Regions from separate parts of the Pan troglodytes genome. Here region 1 is linked to region 2. A link is a contact called in public Hi-C data. All regions are on one chromosome and are shown on one strand. The core of a region is the stretch at or near the end of the contact, and the rest is flanking DNA. Distances in the headings are between cores, read along the strand shown.

What was found. Hi-C and Micro-C count contacts between places; a contact is called where the count stands out from the background.
Region 1: a contact with region 2 is called in a Hi-C map of induced pluripotent stem cells, with 2.6 times the contacts expected there. The contact joins two enhancer-like sites. A contact is called at or near these places in 2 of 7 Hi-C or Micro-C datasets (induced pluripotent stem cells and stem cell-derived neural progenitor cells).

Annotation. Positions count from the first base shown.
Region 1 is chr22:46,083,664-46,091,200 of NHGRI_mPanTro3-v2.0_pri, forward strand. The region is part of intron 2 of COL18A1 (collagen type XVIII alpha 1 chain); the gene reads left to right. Among named protein-coding and RNA genes, the nearest start is that of COL18A1, 25 kb to the left of the region's middle. Within about 2 kb of position 5,893, at least 3 of the 24 cell types and tissues checked have an H3K27ac peak or open chromatin away from gene starts, as enhancers often do. A contact at or near this core is called in induced pluripotent stem cells, where this site is marked.
Region 2 is chr22:45,803,333-45,810,589 of NHGRI_mPanTro3-v2.0_pri, forward strand. All of the region lies in intron 2 of ADARB1 (adenosine deaminase RNA specific B1), which reads left to right. Among named protein-coding and RNA genes, the nearest start is that of ADARB1, 84 kb to the left of the region's middle. Within about 2 kb of position 4,844, at least 4 of the 24 cell types and tissues checked have an H3K27ac peak or open chromatin away from gene starts, as enhancers often do. A contact at or near this core is called in induced pluripotent stem cells, where this site is marked.

The DNA of each region.
Region 1 (7,537 bases), core at 4,643-7,142, 280 kb after region 2:
AAGTTAGAACAGCACATCTGTGCGTGCAAACTTCATTCTGACTTCGGCCGGCTGTCCTTCTTGCCCGAAGCACCGTGAGGCCTCATCCCTGCATCCCTGTTGCTTCTTTCATGTGGGATGAGAACCCAGGAAGGGGCTGAGTGTGACTCCCCTGGTTTTTAGAGAGCACTGCCCCCGCCCCGCCCCCTCCTGCTTCCCCACCTTTTCGCAGTTGCCTGGCTGGGGCGTAAGTGAATTGACAGCATTTAGTTTGAGTGACTTTCGAGTTACTTTTTTTCTTTTTTTGAGACAGAGTCTCGCTCTGTCGCCCAGGGTGGACTGCAGTGGTGTAATCTTGGCTCACTGCAACCTCTACCTCCCGGGTTCAAGCGATTCTCACATCTCAGCCTCTGGAGTAGCTGGAATTACAGGCGCCCGCCACCACACCCGGCTAATTTTTGTGTTTTTAGTAGAGATGGGGTTTCACCATGTTGGCCAGGCTGGTCTCGAACTCCTGACCTCAGGTGATCCGCCTGCCTTGGCCTCCCAAAGTGCTGGGATTACAGGTGTGAGCCACCGAGCCTGGCCTGGAGTTATTTTGAGAGAGGGCAGCCCCTGGTTCAGCGTGGCGAGGCTGCGCTTGCTCTCCCGGGCGGGCGTCCACTCCCTCCTCGCCGAGATGGAGAAGCCCAGACACCTGCAGCGCTCCCCCATCACGTCCGGCCCTGGAAGCCCCCGGAAACCCTGCCACGCCCTGAGCGGGAGAGTGCAGGTCCCTGTCCGGCTCTGGAAGGCCCTGGAAACCCTGCCACGCCCTGAGCGGGAGAGCGCGGGTCCCTGTCCGGCCCTGGAAGCCCCCGGAAACCCTGCCACGCCCTGAGCGGGAGAGCGCGGGTCCCTGTCTGGCCCTGGAAGCCCCCTGAAACCCTGCCACGCCCTGAGCGGGAGAGCGCAGGTCCCTTTCCGACTCTGGAAGCCCTCGGAAACCCTGCCACGCCCTGAGCGGGAGAGCGCAGGTCCCTTTCCGGCCCTGGAAGCCCCCGGAAACCCTTGGGTGCCAGGCCTGGCCGGGACGGCAGCGACACTGCATGCTCAGCCCTTGCGTGAGACCACGGGAGTGTCCGCCCTCTGCACATGCTGCTGATTGCCCACTTCGTCCAGCAGGTTTGGGAGCTTGTGGCTGCATCCTCCTGTAGACCCTTGCCCGTTCTGGGGCCTCCTCTCTGTCTTTTCTCCTCTAAGTGTTGAGGGGTCTGGGAGGGAGGCCTTGGAGGGTGCCCATGCTGCTGGGACTGATGCTCCCCGCGGTGGAAGGAGCTGCCTCTTGAACAGCAGGGGGCTGAGCAGAGGGGAGGGGATGCGGGGGTGCCGTGAACACAGGTGCTCTCAGGACGCAGGGGCATCTCAGCCCTGCTGTCCCAGGGCTGCACTCCAGCAGGGCAGACTCCTGAGGTGCAGACGCCCCAGCTTCACGCTCACACTTCTGGAAGGCGATGTCTGTGCGTTTGCTTTCTGCTGCAGTTTAAAAAGCCGGGCTCTCTCCGGAGCATGTGTGGGGCCTGGTCACTGGAATATCTGGACTCAGTGTTAATGGCAGCCACGCTGGGGGCTGGGCCCAGCTTTCTGTTCTCCATGTGGGTGCCGTATCCACCTCCATCGCAGCCCTTTCTCTCTCGACCTTTTAAATCACAGTGTCACCTCCCCCTGCTGTCCTGCCGGTGGCCCGTGGAGGCTTCTCCCCACCCCTTTCTTCTGGGGCAATTCTTAAGGCTGGCATTGAATCAGGAGGCCAGATGTGGCCGCTAGTAACTCACCAGGAGTCCCTGAGGCTTCTGGCTCCCCTGGCCCACCAGCCTCCCATGTCTGCCTCAGGCCTCTTGACCCGCCTGGCACTGACCAGACTGTGTGCCCGGGTGCCGTGCCCATGGGCTCCGCCTCCCCCAGGCAGGCCCCCTCTTGCTCCGCGGCCACCCCTGCTCCTGACCTCACACCTCTGCGGCGTGTCTGGACACACCAGCACCACGGCGGGTGGGGAGCGGAATTCTCCAGGTGGGGTGGGCAGGCCGGCGGGTGTTGAGGTCTCTGTGCATGCTTGTGCGTACCCTGGACTTTGCCGTGAGGGGTGGCCAGTGCTCTGGGTGCCTTTGCCGGACAACTGGTCTGCCGGGCCGAGCATTCACGCTGGTCGCCGTCACTTGACTCCCATGCGCCCTGGCCCTGGGGTTGGGTCTGCAGGACTGAGAACCAGCGGAAGGGGGGCGAGGCCTCGGGAATGCGCCTGCAACGGGCGATGAGCTCAGGCCTGACTAATGAGCCCAGGTGACTCATACACCCGGGGCCTGGATGAGTCTGACTGGGTCAGGCACTTCCCTGCTTGTTCTGTCCTGGGAGATGTTGTCCCTGGCCCTGCAGAGCCGGGAGGACACGAGGCCTCCTGGGTCACAGCCAAGGCAGCCAACTCCCGCCCACTGCTCACACCGGCCAAGGCCCGTCGGCACCACCTCCTCCATGAAGCCTTCCTGACTGCCCCCATCCCTCTGTGGGCAGCTCGAGTGTGCATCTTGAGTGCCGTGCAGGGTGGGGCCCGGCGCTCCTGCGGGCAGGCGGCATCTGGGCCTGGGGGCTCTCGGAGTTTGAGGAGCGTGTGGTGAGGGTGGCCTCGGGCCTCAAAGACGCAGCGCTGTGGGAACCGGGAGACTGGCTGAGCCCGCGCTGAGGAAGGTGGGGCCAGGGACACCCTCAGCTGACCCGGCGTGCAGGGTTGACCAGCCAGGCGTGGCCAAGGATGGGGTCTCTGGGGTCAGGAGACTTCAGGAGCAGCCAGGACCGAGGCCACCAGTTTCCACCCTGGCATTTTCCATCTTTTGAAGGACTGGAAACGATTGGATTCTTTAACTTTTTTAAGTTGAGGTGAAATTCACAACGCATAAAATTAACCATCTTAAAGCGAACAATTCAGTGACATTTAGTACAGCCAGAAGGCTGTGCAGCCATCACCACTGCCCAACTCTAGAACATTCACACGCCGGAGAGAGGGAGCCCTGGGCCGTCACGCAGCCACCGCCCGGCCCCGAGAACCTGCGAGTCCACTTTCCACCTCTGGATCGGCGGTTCTGGACGTTCATGCAGGTGGCTCCCGCAGTGCGAGGCCTTTTGTGTCGGGCTCCTCTCACAAGCCTCACGTTTCCAGGTACGTCGTGGTGGTGTGCGGACTCACAATTCATCCCTTTTCATGGGTGTGTAATAGTCCACCATAGATTCTCTACCTTTTAAAGCATGTTTTATGTGCCTGAAATGTCTCTGCACTCGAGACTATAGCTTTCTTTCTTTCTTTTCTTTTCTTTTTTTTAATTTGAGATGGAGTCTTGCTCTGTTTTCAGGCTGGAGTGCAGTGGTGCGATCTCGGCTCACTATAACCTCTGCCTCCCAGGTTCAACTGATTCTTTTGCCTCAGCCTCCCGAGTAGCTGGGACTATAGGCGTGCCACCCCACCCGGCCAATTTTTTTGTATTTTTAGTAGAGATGGGTTTCATCATGTTGGCCAGGATGGTCTCGATCTTCCGACCTTGTGATCTGCCCGCCTTGGCCTCCCAAATTGTTGGGATTACAGGCGTGAGCCACTGCGCCCAGCCGAGACTACAGCTTTCTTTAACCACATCCCTGGAGGGATCTGAGAGTCTCTTTCCCTGTCTCCTTTCCTTTGGAAAACATTTCAGCCAGGCCTCCCCAAGATGAAAGGCCAGAGTCCCAGGCATGGGCGTTGCAGGTGCACAGTTGCCACGGGGAGCTGTGGGTGACGGTCACTGTCAGCGATGGCTGCTGCAGATCCCTGTGAGGAAGGGGCAGTGCCCACAGCAGGAGGAGAGGGAGTCAGCGGACGTTGATTGGCAGTGCCCGCCCATTCCATCATTCAGTCACCCACTGTGCACCCAGCACCCAGGCTCGGCTGCATAGAACATGGCCCAGGAAGGCTCCACTTCCTGTCTCCTCTTCTCCCCTCTCCAGTCTCATGATGGGGCTGGAGGCATCTTCTAGTTTTGAGTTCTGAGCTAATGAACATGCTCATGAGCAGGCGGCGGGATCCCAGGACGGTGGAGCTGGGAGCCTGACTGCGGGTGACGGACAGGCTCTGGCAGCCCCTGTCAGCATCCTCTCCAGGGCATGTGAAGGCCACTGTGTGTCCTCAGCTGCCAGTGCCCCCTCCCCACCTCCTCTGGGCCCATGTGCGTGAGACCTGGGCTCCCCCAACCAAGCCTGCCCACCTTGGTCCAGCAGAACGGCTCCTGTCTCTACAGCGGTGCCAGGCCAGGAGTGCTGTGTCTGTGAAGCGGGGTCATGGTTTTGGGGCCCCCATCTCCCTAGTGCCCTCTCGTCCTCTCCTGCATGTGCTGTGTCCGTGAAATGGGGTCATGGTTTGGGGGCCCCCTATCTTTCTAGCACCCTCTCGCCCTCTCCTGCATGTGAAGTGGGGTCATGGTTTGGGGGCCCCCATCTCCCTAGCGCCCTCTCGTTGGGGACCCCCCTGTCTCCCTAGCGCCCTCTCATCCTCTCCTGCATGTGCTGTGTCCGTGAAGTGGGGTCATGGTTTGGGGGCCCCCCATCTTTCTAGCACCCTCTCGCCCTCTCCTGCATGTGAAGTGGGGTCATGGTTTGGGGGCCCCCCATCTTTCTAGCACCCTCTCGCCCTCTCCTGCGTGTGAAGTGGGGTCATGGTTTGGGGGCCCCCCATCTTTCTAGCACCCTCTCGCCCTCTCCTGCATGTGAAGTGGGGTCATGGTTTGGGGGCCCCCTGTCTCCCTGGCACCCTCTCGTTGGGGACCCCCCCGTCTCCCTAGCACCCTCTCGCCCTCTCCTGCATGTGCTGTGTCCATGAAGTGGGGTCATGGTTTGGGGGCCCCCTATCTTTCTAGCACCCTCTCGCCCTCTCCTGCGTGTGAAGTGGGGTCATGGTTTGGGGGCCCCCTGTCTTTCTAGCACCCTCTCGCCCTCTCCTGTATGTGAAGTGGGGTCATGGTTTGGGGGCCCCCATCTTTCTAGCACCCTCTCGCCCTCTCCTGCGTGTGAAGTGGGGTCATGGTTTGGGGGCCCCCATCTTTCTAGCACCCTCTCGCCTTCTCCTGAGCGTGTGGAACTCTGTGGTGGTCAGAGCTAAGGTTCTGAATAGGTCGAAGCACCTCCCCGGCGCCTCTCACCCTGAATGCTCTGGGAGGACACAGCCTTTTCATAGGCTACGATTGACATGGCAGGAGGGCCCTGCCTGCCACCCGGGTCCTCTGCTGCTTGCTGGGGAGGGGGCTCGAGACTGGGATCCTGGGCTTCTGCTCCAGCTGTGCCCAAGGGAGCTGCTGAGGAGGGACCGGGTGGGGCATCCACCCTGGGCAGGTTCAGGGTCATTGTTGGTGACCCCGGGTCCGGTTACAAAGGCTGATGGAGAGCGTGGGTGGCTACCTAAGTCTCTGGAAGCCCAAGAATGTGGAGATGGCAGGTCTCGGCCTGGGGTCTCGTGGCTGGTCTGGGAGAACTTGCCTTTATTTCTAGGCAGGAGGCTGCACTGCAAGGGAGTGTCCGTGGCCCGGCTGGCTTTCCCCGGCCCTCAGCCCGCGCTCGTCCACCAAAGCAAGCTCCTTTGTGGGGCTGCCCTGGGAAGCCGGGATCACGAGGCTCTGCCGGCCGTGGTCACCCCATGAGGCAGGGTCAGCTCGGGAGCAAGGCGGATCAGACGGAACAGAACACGTAGACTGCCTCGCCCGCCCTTAGTCAGCTGGGCCATTGAAAATCAAGTCCGTAGAAAGACCTAGAAATAAGTCCCAGGGTGCCCTTGCCTGTTGACGGGTGGGCCGAGCAGGACTGTTCTCAGGCAGGCGCTGGTCTCTTGGCTTCCAGGTGGTTTGTTTGCGAGGCTGGGGGTGACGCTCCTGTGCGGGAGGAGGTTGCATTCCATTCATAGCGGCTTATCTGAGCTGTCAGGCAGGCCTGGGAGGGAGCCCGCCTCTGTGCTCTCCAAGGGTGGGCGACGGACAGACAGGGTGTCCCACCCCTTCTGGGCCAAGGACAGAGGGTCAGTGTTTGCAGAGACCTGGGGAGGCCCAGGTGACCTCCACCGAGCACCTGCTGTGTGCAGGGCCAGTGCTGGCTGCAGAGACAGCGGAGCGTGTGTGGACCCCCCGGCCCAGGGGAGGTGGGCAGACAGGACCCCCAGCCCAGGGGAGGTAGGCAGGCAGGACCCCCCGGCCCAGGGGAGGTGGGCAGACAGGACCCCCAGCCCAGGGGAGGTGGGCAGACAGGACCAGGCGGCCCTGGGGGTCAGGGGTGGAGGCCAGGCCTAGACGGCCCACAGGAGGGTGGACTCATTCTGACCGATTCCTGGAAGCCCCCGGAAAGTGGTGATGTTCTGGAGGGCCCAGCAGACCCCAAGGCCCCCAAGACAATCCCAGCTGGCTCTCTGCGGCTCTCAGTGTCTGCCATTTGAGACAATTTGGGCACGGGCAGGGCAGGCTGTCGCGGACGGTCTAAGCCGCGCGCATTGGTGGGGGCAGCAGAGCCCCTGCTCTCAGCTCCTCGGGGTACAGCGGGGGTACCAGGTGGGTGAGTGGGCGGGTGGTCACTGCTCTTGCCAAGGGCAGCCCTGGTTTGGTTTGCACTTGCTGCCCTGGTGACGGCTGCTCTCATTCCTGCCCCATTGCTAACAAGGGTGTCATAAGCTGCTTTCCCGGCCCACATCCTATTAAGCCCATGGAGACCCTCCCACAGCTGAGCCTGCTGTGGGCTGCAGGCCCTGGGCGGTGCCCACCTCAGTCCCCACTGGCCTCCTTCCAGCACTTTAGAGCAGACACAGGTTGGAGATAAGGAAAGTTCCAGAGCACAGACTGGAACAAGCCCCAGGCCTCTCCCTGCCCCAGCAGGGCCTCCCTGGATTTGGGGGACAGGTGCCCTCATGGGGGGTCCTGAAGGTCAGGGCTGGGGCTGGGGCTGGGCTGGCGGAGGTGGCCTTGGCGGAGGCCACATTCCAGGGTCTCAGTGAGAGTCTGTGGCAGGCAGCCTTGCAGACGCCGCTGAGGGACCCCCCACTTCATGTTGTGGGTGATGTGGTCCATCGATTGCCTCCAGGTTTAAATCAGGCAGATATTTACCTAGTGGCCTCCTCTCCCTCTGCACAGGGCCTGGAGCGGGATGGACTGGGGTGCTCAGCTGGAGGCTCTGCAGACACAGCCCCCTGGGCTATGCAGGCCCTGCTGGGAGCCACATTGCCACTTTTCATCACCCACTTTTTGGGCGAGAACCCCCTCGAGTCTTAACATCTGCCGCATCTCAGAGCCTGTGGCTCCAGTCAGAGCGTCTGGACCACACTGCTATGGTCAGAGCGCGGCAGGACAATGGCCAGTTTCTGTGTGATTGCTGGCGGGAATCTTGAGCCATTCCGTGGGTCCGTGGGTCCGTGGGCTGGGATCTGGAAGCTTCCTTGAAATGTCTCTGGGCACGTGGCTCTGTGGGTCAGGGTGGCACATGGCCCCGTAGCAGGCTGTCCTACAGCAAAAGCCTGCTCTGTGAGCCAGCCCTG
Region 2 (7,257 bases), core at 3,594-6,093:
ATCCATCATCCATTCATCCATCCATCCATCCACCCACGCACCCACCCACCCACCCACCCATCATCACCCATCACCCATCATCCATTCATCCATCCATCCACCCATGCACCCACTCATCATCATCCATCATCTGTCTTCCATCCATCCACTCACCCATCATCACCCATTACCCATCATCCATCATCCATCCATCCACCCACCCACCCACCCATCACCCATCAGCCATCATCTGTCATCCATTCATCCATCCACCCCCCCACCCACCCACTTCTCCATCAGTTGTTCCATTGTTCCGTTCATCCAACAAGTACTCATTACACCCTTCTGCATGCTGGCACCAGGGGTTTGAACATGCTTAGGGAAGATGGGGGTAATGGGATGGCAGTGGCAGGGGGCAGCCACAGCTTTCAGGCTTGAGGTTTGTTCTGGAATGGGCCACCTGAAATCCCACTAGGTGCATGAAGAGGATGGATTTATGTGATTTGTCACTGCTGCACTATATGTGTAGTAGTGGGGAGGGATATTCTCCAGTATCTGGTGAGAAAGGAAGACACCATTCTCTAGCAGTGTCTGCCAGGAGAGGGGCCCAAGTAAGGAAAGTTGAACCCCCAGTGGACAGCAGCGTTATGGATAGAAGGCCCAGATCTCCTAGAACCTGTTTTAATGGCTATGTGTGTACCTTTCACTGTATCTGTGCTGATGGGCCTCACAGCACAAGAAAGACTCTGCTGCCTGGGCAGGAGCTCCTCTCAGCTACAGGGTGCATTTCAAGCACAGGTGCATACACTCTAGGTTAACAGTTGAAATTCTAAAGTAAGCATGTAGAAGTAGATTTGCGAAATTGCACTTGAAATACCATGGAAATTGGATCCAAAGCAGATTGAACAGTGCCAATTCTTAGTGCAGTTATAAGTGTTAATATTGAAAATAAAGTTTACATCGTTGTCTTTTTTTTCCCTTTGATTCCAGAAAATTAACTACAATTTTCAAGTAAGCAGGAACTTACTTAGGTTGTGTTAAGTAGAGCAAAGTGGACAGTCTTTCAAATGCATTGCTGCTGCGTTTGCACTGTGAAGGACAGAGCACCTTCACGAAGGCAGGGCCCTGTGAAGGTTTGTGCTCTCGCGCACCGGCTCTGACCTGTGATTTTGTTGCTGGATGTCTCCTTCAGCAGTTCATGTGGCTTTCTAAAGCTTGCCGTTGCTTAGGCATGCCGGACTGAGGCGGGAAACAAGCGTGTGGATCAGTGTGGCTCTGTAGGTGTGAACATGTATGGACATATGTGCATAGGGTGGGGGTAACGAGGGAGAGGGACAAGAAGGGCCAGGGCTTGTGACCACATCAGAAGCAAGGGTGATGCTCTGTGGCACAGCTGGGTGATCCTCTGTGGCACAGCTGGCCCTCGAAGTCACTCAGGGACCTAGGTTTCTTCCATCATTAAGCTCTGTTCTCTAACAGAAGTCACCCTGGCAGTTGCTTCTAGTCCAGCAATAGAAAGGTGAGAAAGAATACAGAGAAGCACGCAGGAAGCTGTGTGAGTTGGCCCAGATGCAGTGGCACACACCACAAATTGCACAGCACCCCCACGGGAGGCGAGCCTGTGTCCTTGCCCATCACCTCTTTCCAACTGGTGTCCAGACCTCGGGGTGATCCCTGATTGCTGTTTCGTTGGTCTGGCCGTGGCTCTTCGTGGGCCAGCAGCCTGGGAGCCACACAGGGACAGGGTAACTGCGATAAAATACAATTATGCAGGAGAGGAGGTGGAAGGGTCCAGCCTGGCCCTGTCTGGCCAGCTTCCTGCACCCTGCACAGCAGGGAGCATCCTCATTCTCCAGACCCTGATTCTTCTCAGGTTGGGGCGGGAGGGGGGAACTCCCTTGTCCATTGATTGTTCTCTCAGCCACTGGCTTCATCCTTTGGGGGTTCTTTCTGATCATTGCCTCCAGAGTCCCATCTGAAGAGGGTGTCAGTGTAGAACACAGTGAGGCAGAATGTGGAAGCAAACGGGACCATCTGGAAGTTTTGCTCTAGGCCTTATAAAACACATAATTTGTTAGGTGTAAAATATATAGTATGTGTAGTAGTGATAATAGTATGGAATAAATGCCTTAGATTTGCAAAATTGGGTCAGAGAGTTTAGGGATCTTTGGTCCTGTACCAGTGACATCATTTTGTGGCTCTTGGGGATTTGGGGAGGGACTTCCCCGAGGCCACTGTGCAGCAGCCTCATGCCCAGGGCTCACAGGTCCCATATGTGTTTCCTCCACCAAAGCACCCTGAGCTGTCCTACCTTCCTCACATCCCCACACCCCGCGGGTGTCCCTCTGCTTAGCAGCTATTTATTCTGCCTGTATTTGGGCCAACTGCACAGGCTGTCTGAGACCTGACAGTATGCTAGAATGTACAGGGCATACAATATTTTGTGTAATATCATGGAAAAGTGTGCCATTCTTTCGTTGATGGTGGTTGCAGATAAGACTGCAGAGACAGCTTGTGGTGGGTTGGAGTGTGACTCAGTCTCCCGTGGGTCTGCTCCCCTTCCAGACTGCATGTGGAATTCTGTATAGAGTAAGGCATATTCGTGTATGTGGGAGGGAGGCTTAGAATAAAATTTATTTTTTTTCTTATGGAAGCAGTACATGTTCATTGTAAGAATTAGGAAACATAGATACAAAATAAACTTTACAAAAAAGCAAAGGTGATCATCTGCATTAGTCTGTTTTCACACTGCTAATAAAGACTGAATAATTTATAAAGTAAGAGGTTTAATTGACTCACCGTTCCACATGACTGCAGAGGCCTCTCAATCATGACGGAAGATGCAGGAGGAACAAAGGGACGTCTTATATGGCAGCCAGCAAAGAGAGAAATGAGAACCAAGCGAAAAGGGAAACTCCTTTTAAAAAGTCAGATCTCATGAGACTTCTTCACTACCACGAGAACAGTATGGGGGAAACTGCACCTGTGATTCAATTATCTCCCACTGGGTCCCTCCCACACTCGTGGGAATTATGGGAGCTACAATTCAAGACGAGATTTGGGTGGGGACACAGCCAAACTATATCATCATCCTTGAAGCTAAATCTTTGAATGGGAGCAAAACCATAATAATTTTCTTCCAATTCGTAGTACTAGAATTAGATTTAGAAGTGTTTAAGGCTTTATATTTTTGTCTTACTATGACCAGGAGCTCAGTAATGCCTCACTTCTGCCTTGGAGGATGATGTGAGCATACAAGAGGGATGGCGGCATCCCTCTAGCTTCATTCCTGGTGTCCAATGGGAGGCGAATAGGCCCCTTTGCACCTCTTAACCACCATAGTCCTCTCCCATTGCCAGCCTCTTCTGACTTTTGGGATTGTTTTACCCTCTGGACAGCAGTGTGAACAAGGTATGTCAGGCCAAGGGGGCTGCTCCCCATGGGAGGCCTGGCCGTGTTGGCTTCCAAGAGGCCAGATGGGTGCTGCTCACCATAGAAAGTGACCCTTTTCCCTGTTCCTGAGCCAACCTGTCACTTCCATGCGCTGTGTGTCACTTTGAAAACTATCTTTGCTTTCTGCAAAATGAAACTTTCAAAAGTCAACGTATTAAAGCCTGTTTGCATTTATTCTTTTATGAATTTTGCTCACATTTTTTAATTGGGTGTTTGTCTAAAGACAATTATCGATCATAGTAGGCTGCTGGAAGGTTGACCACAGAAACCTGGTTCTCTTTCAGGGAGGTCACCATGTCTGCCTCCATTCAGGCCCATCGGGTAGGGGCTGCCTTCTGTCAAGGCACATGCTCCAGGTCCCTTAGATGGAAGGAAAACACATGGTCTTTATCCAGTGGACTCAGGGTGCAGGTAACTGAAGGAATTAACCTCCATCATTTTCACAGATCCTCGTAGAGCTGGACCGAAGGAGGTGGGAGATCCCTGCCGGGAGCCGCTGCAGTGGGAGGGCTTACAGACGTTCGCATAGTCTCTTTCTGTTTGGTTGTTTTAACTCCCATTAAAAGGAGTGGCTTTCAGCCTTCTTGCTTACTGTCTTGTGACGTATGTGTGTTCACATGTTCCATGCACATTTGTAACGCTCACCATGCTCTCTGATTCAGCTTTGTTCCCTTAGCGTTGCCCCAGCACTGCTTTGCCATGATGATTGTGTTTTTAAAATACTTCCAGTTGCTTGCTTCTGTTTAGTTATCTCAGTGCTAAATATTGTTAATTAATTAAATATAAGCAGCATGTTCTAGATTTTATGTGTCTGGAATTCTTACTAAAAATCTTCCTGGATATGACTTGCAGTCATAACGTTATGGATTTTTATTGTAAACAAGGTAGAATTTTATTTGCCTTCTAATCATTTCATTATGGTGAGTGTCCTCCTTACAGAGCGTATACTGAATTTGGGTTTTACTCCTTTTTTGTTCATTTCCACAAGTTGAACTCTGTGTTATTATCCTATTTTCTGTTAGGGTCATTGTGTTGTTAAGTAATCGACTTATATAGAAGGTGTGCACCTAGAAGGTTAACAGAAAACAAGTTAAAACATGACTGAAAATATATTTCTGTAAGAATTACTGTAATTCTTCTGAGAGTATAAATAGCCAGGGTTTTAAAGATCTGCTTTATAGGATTTATACTGCAAATAACTTGGCAGGATTAATTGGCCTGCATTTGCTTGCTGTAGTCAGTACCATCTAGTGTTTTAGTCAATATCAGTTTTTGTAGTGTGGATGAGGCTGGTGATGGCAGCTGCAGCCTGTCTGGAGTTGCTGCTGCCATGGTGTCAGCTGCAGCGGGGGAGGCTAGGGCTCTGTGCTCTGCAGAGTTGGTGGGAGCCGGGAACAGGTGGAAACCCCACCCCCTTCCAAGTTGGAGAGGCAGGAGCCCCGCCATCCTGGGCACAGCTGCAGCCGTCCATTAGCAGCTGTGGACCCAGGCATCCCTGCACTCACCGGGGCCCAGGAAGCCCCCCTGCCCCGACAGACAGAAGTGCCTGCTCCCACTGCTTGGTCTCTCCCCACTCCCAGTACCTGCTCCAGTTTCAGATCAAAGTTGTGGCCGAGCTGGGGCACTGTCACAACCTGGCTGGGTGCGTGTTTGCTCAGGGCAGTGCTGACATGCCAGCACCCTGCTGCCTCGGCACCCCCAGACTTTGGGTGCTGACGAGCATGAGAGGGAGGCCAACGCGGGGCTGAGGGAAGCACAGCGCAGGCCTTGCAGCCGCCCCTCGGCAGGAACACTCTGGATGCCATGCACACTGTGGAGGGCAGGATAATGGTGGCTGGAGGCAGACAAGCTCCTGGGAAGAAAGGGGAGGGTCCCTGGTGAAACTCCACCTTCAGCTTACAGAGGGCTTAAGGCCTGGGGCCCAGGCTGTCAGTTCCACAGACCGGAGTGAGAACTTACGGTGCTTTTTCAGGGCTCACCCATGACTGCCCATGCACCAATCAGCACACACTTTGCTCTGAAGCCCATAAAAACCCCCGGACTTAGCCAGACTCGGGCAGAAGACAGGACGACCTGCTTATGGAGAATAGCTGCCCACTGTGGGTCTCTCTGAGCTGTTCTGTCACTCAGTGAAGCACCTCTTCACATTGCTCACCTTCCACTTGTCCACACACCTCATTCTTCCTGGACATGGGAGAAGAACTCAGGACCTGCTGAATGGCAGGTCTGAAAGAGCTGTAACACAAACAGGGCTGAAACACACCCATTGCTTGCCACGTTGCAGGCAATGAGGAGAGCAGGAGAGAAGGAGAGAAGAGCTGCAGCCTTTCAGGGAGCCCAGACCTAGGAGCTCCCTGAGCCAGGGCAGTGACGCCCCCTTTGGGGCCCTGCGGTTCCTGGTGTTTCCAAGCTTCTGGGCACTACCGTATTCCCTGGTTTCAGCCATGGAAGCTGTGTGTAGTATGCCTGGTTCAGCTGCAGCCTTGCAGGGAGCCAGTGTCCATGCGAGTGCCTAGGTCTGCCCGTCTCGCCTGCCTGGCTGTACACAATGGCTGGACCCCACTCCCACTCACTCACACACCCCTTGCCTCTCCACACTTGGCTCCCCCTTGGCAGGCATGGGATCCAGGCGGAAGTGTGAGCCGAGCGCAGCCTGCCAGGCTGCGTGGGCAGAATGAGCCCAGCAGGCCCAAGCAAAACTCGGGTAAAGGCGCCACCAGTGATGGAGGTTTCTGGCCAGAAAAATGATACCCTGAGGATCCTGTGACACTGGGTTCTGATTTACCAAAAAGAGCAACACCTGACCAGGGACATGGGGAAGCAGGGGCATGCAGGTCTGTCCACGAAAGCCCCACTCCTTGCTTTAGGGACAGTAGCTGATGCCCATGAGTGCTCCTTCATGCAGGTGCTGTACTGTCACTGAATCACCAGGGCTTGCTCCGCCTATAGAACCACAACCAAGAAGATGGGAGAGACTCTCAGCTCACAGCACCAGACACTTCAGACCCAGGTTGGAGAGCTCGAAGGCCTGAAACAGGCTCCAAGAAGATGTGAGTCTGAACTCACAGCACCAGACACTTCAGACCCAGATGTGAATCTTAACTCACAGCACCAGACACTTCAGACCCAGGTCGGAGAGCTCGAGGGCCTGAAACAGGCTCAGTCCCAGACTCTCACCCAGTGCTCCCTTGCCCGCTCGGCCAACTGTCGTTTTGCAGACGGCAGGCTGGTCAGAGGCTTCCCATCCAGAGTGACCCATGAGGTGTTTCTGTTCCTTAGAAGAGGACGATAATAGCTGCCTGGGAAAACAGTTGTTAATGAGGATTGTACTAAGTAGATCCCTTTCACATCAATAGTAACCAATGTAAAGCCCTTTCATTTACAAATATTTCTGATTTAAGGACTTAGAGGTCAGTTCGTATGCAGTCAAGTTTAGATGTGTTTTGGAGAAAGTGGATACAGCCCACATGGTCCCAAAAGGCAACAGGGCACAGGTAACATTCCCTGGCTGTGATTAGTTAGTTGAGGACATCACAATTGGAAGCATCCACGTTCTTCCTCACAGGAAGCACTTGGCTGAGAGCTGTGGACACTGAGGATGAGGCTTGAGTCTGTCCTAGCAGAGCTCAGGGCCTGGCGGGAAAAGCAGGGTGGTCAGGCCAGCGGGGGAGTGAGCGGGGAGGGGCAACCAGCTTTGCACAAGGAGCCAGGAATCCCCTCCCCCACCTCCACCCCGCACCAGGGGCGCTGACTCTGGGCCCTCAAGGGCCCCCACCGGGGACGCTGACTCTGGGCCCTTAAGGCCAGTGGCATCCACAGCTCCAT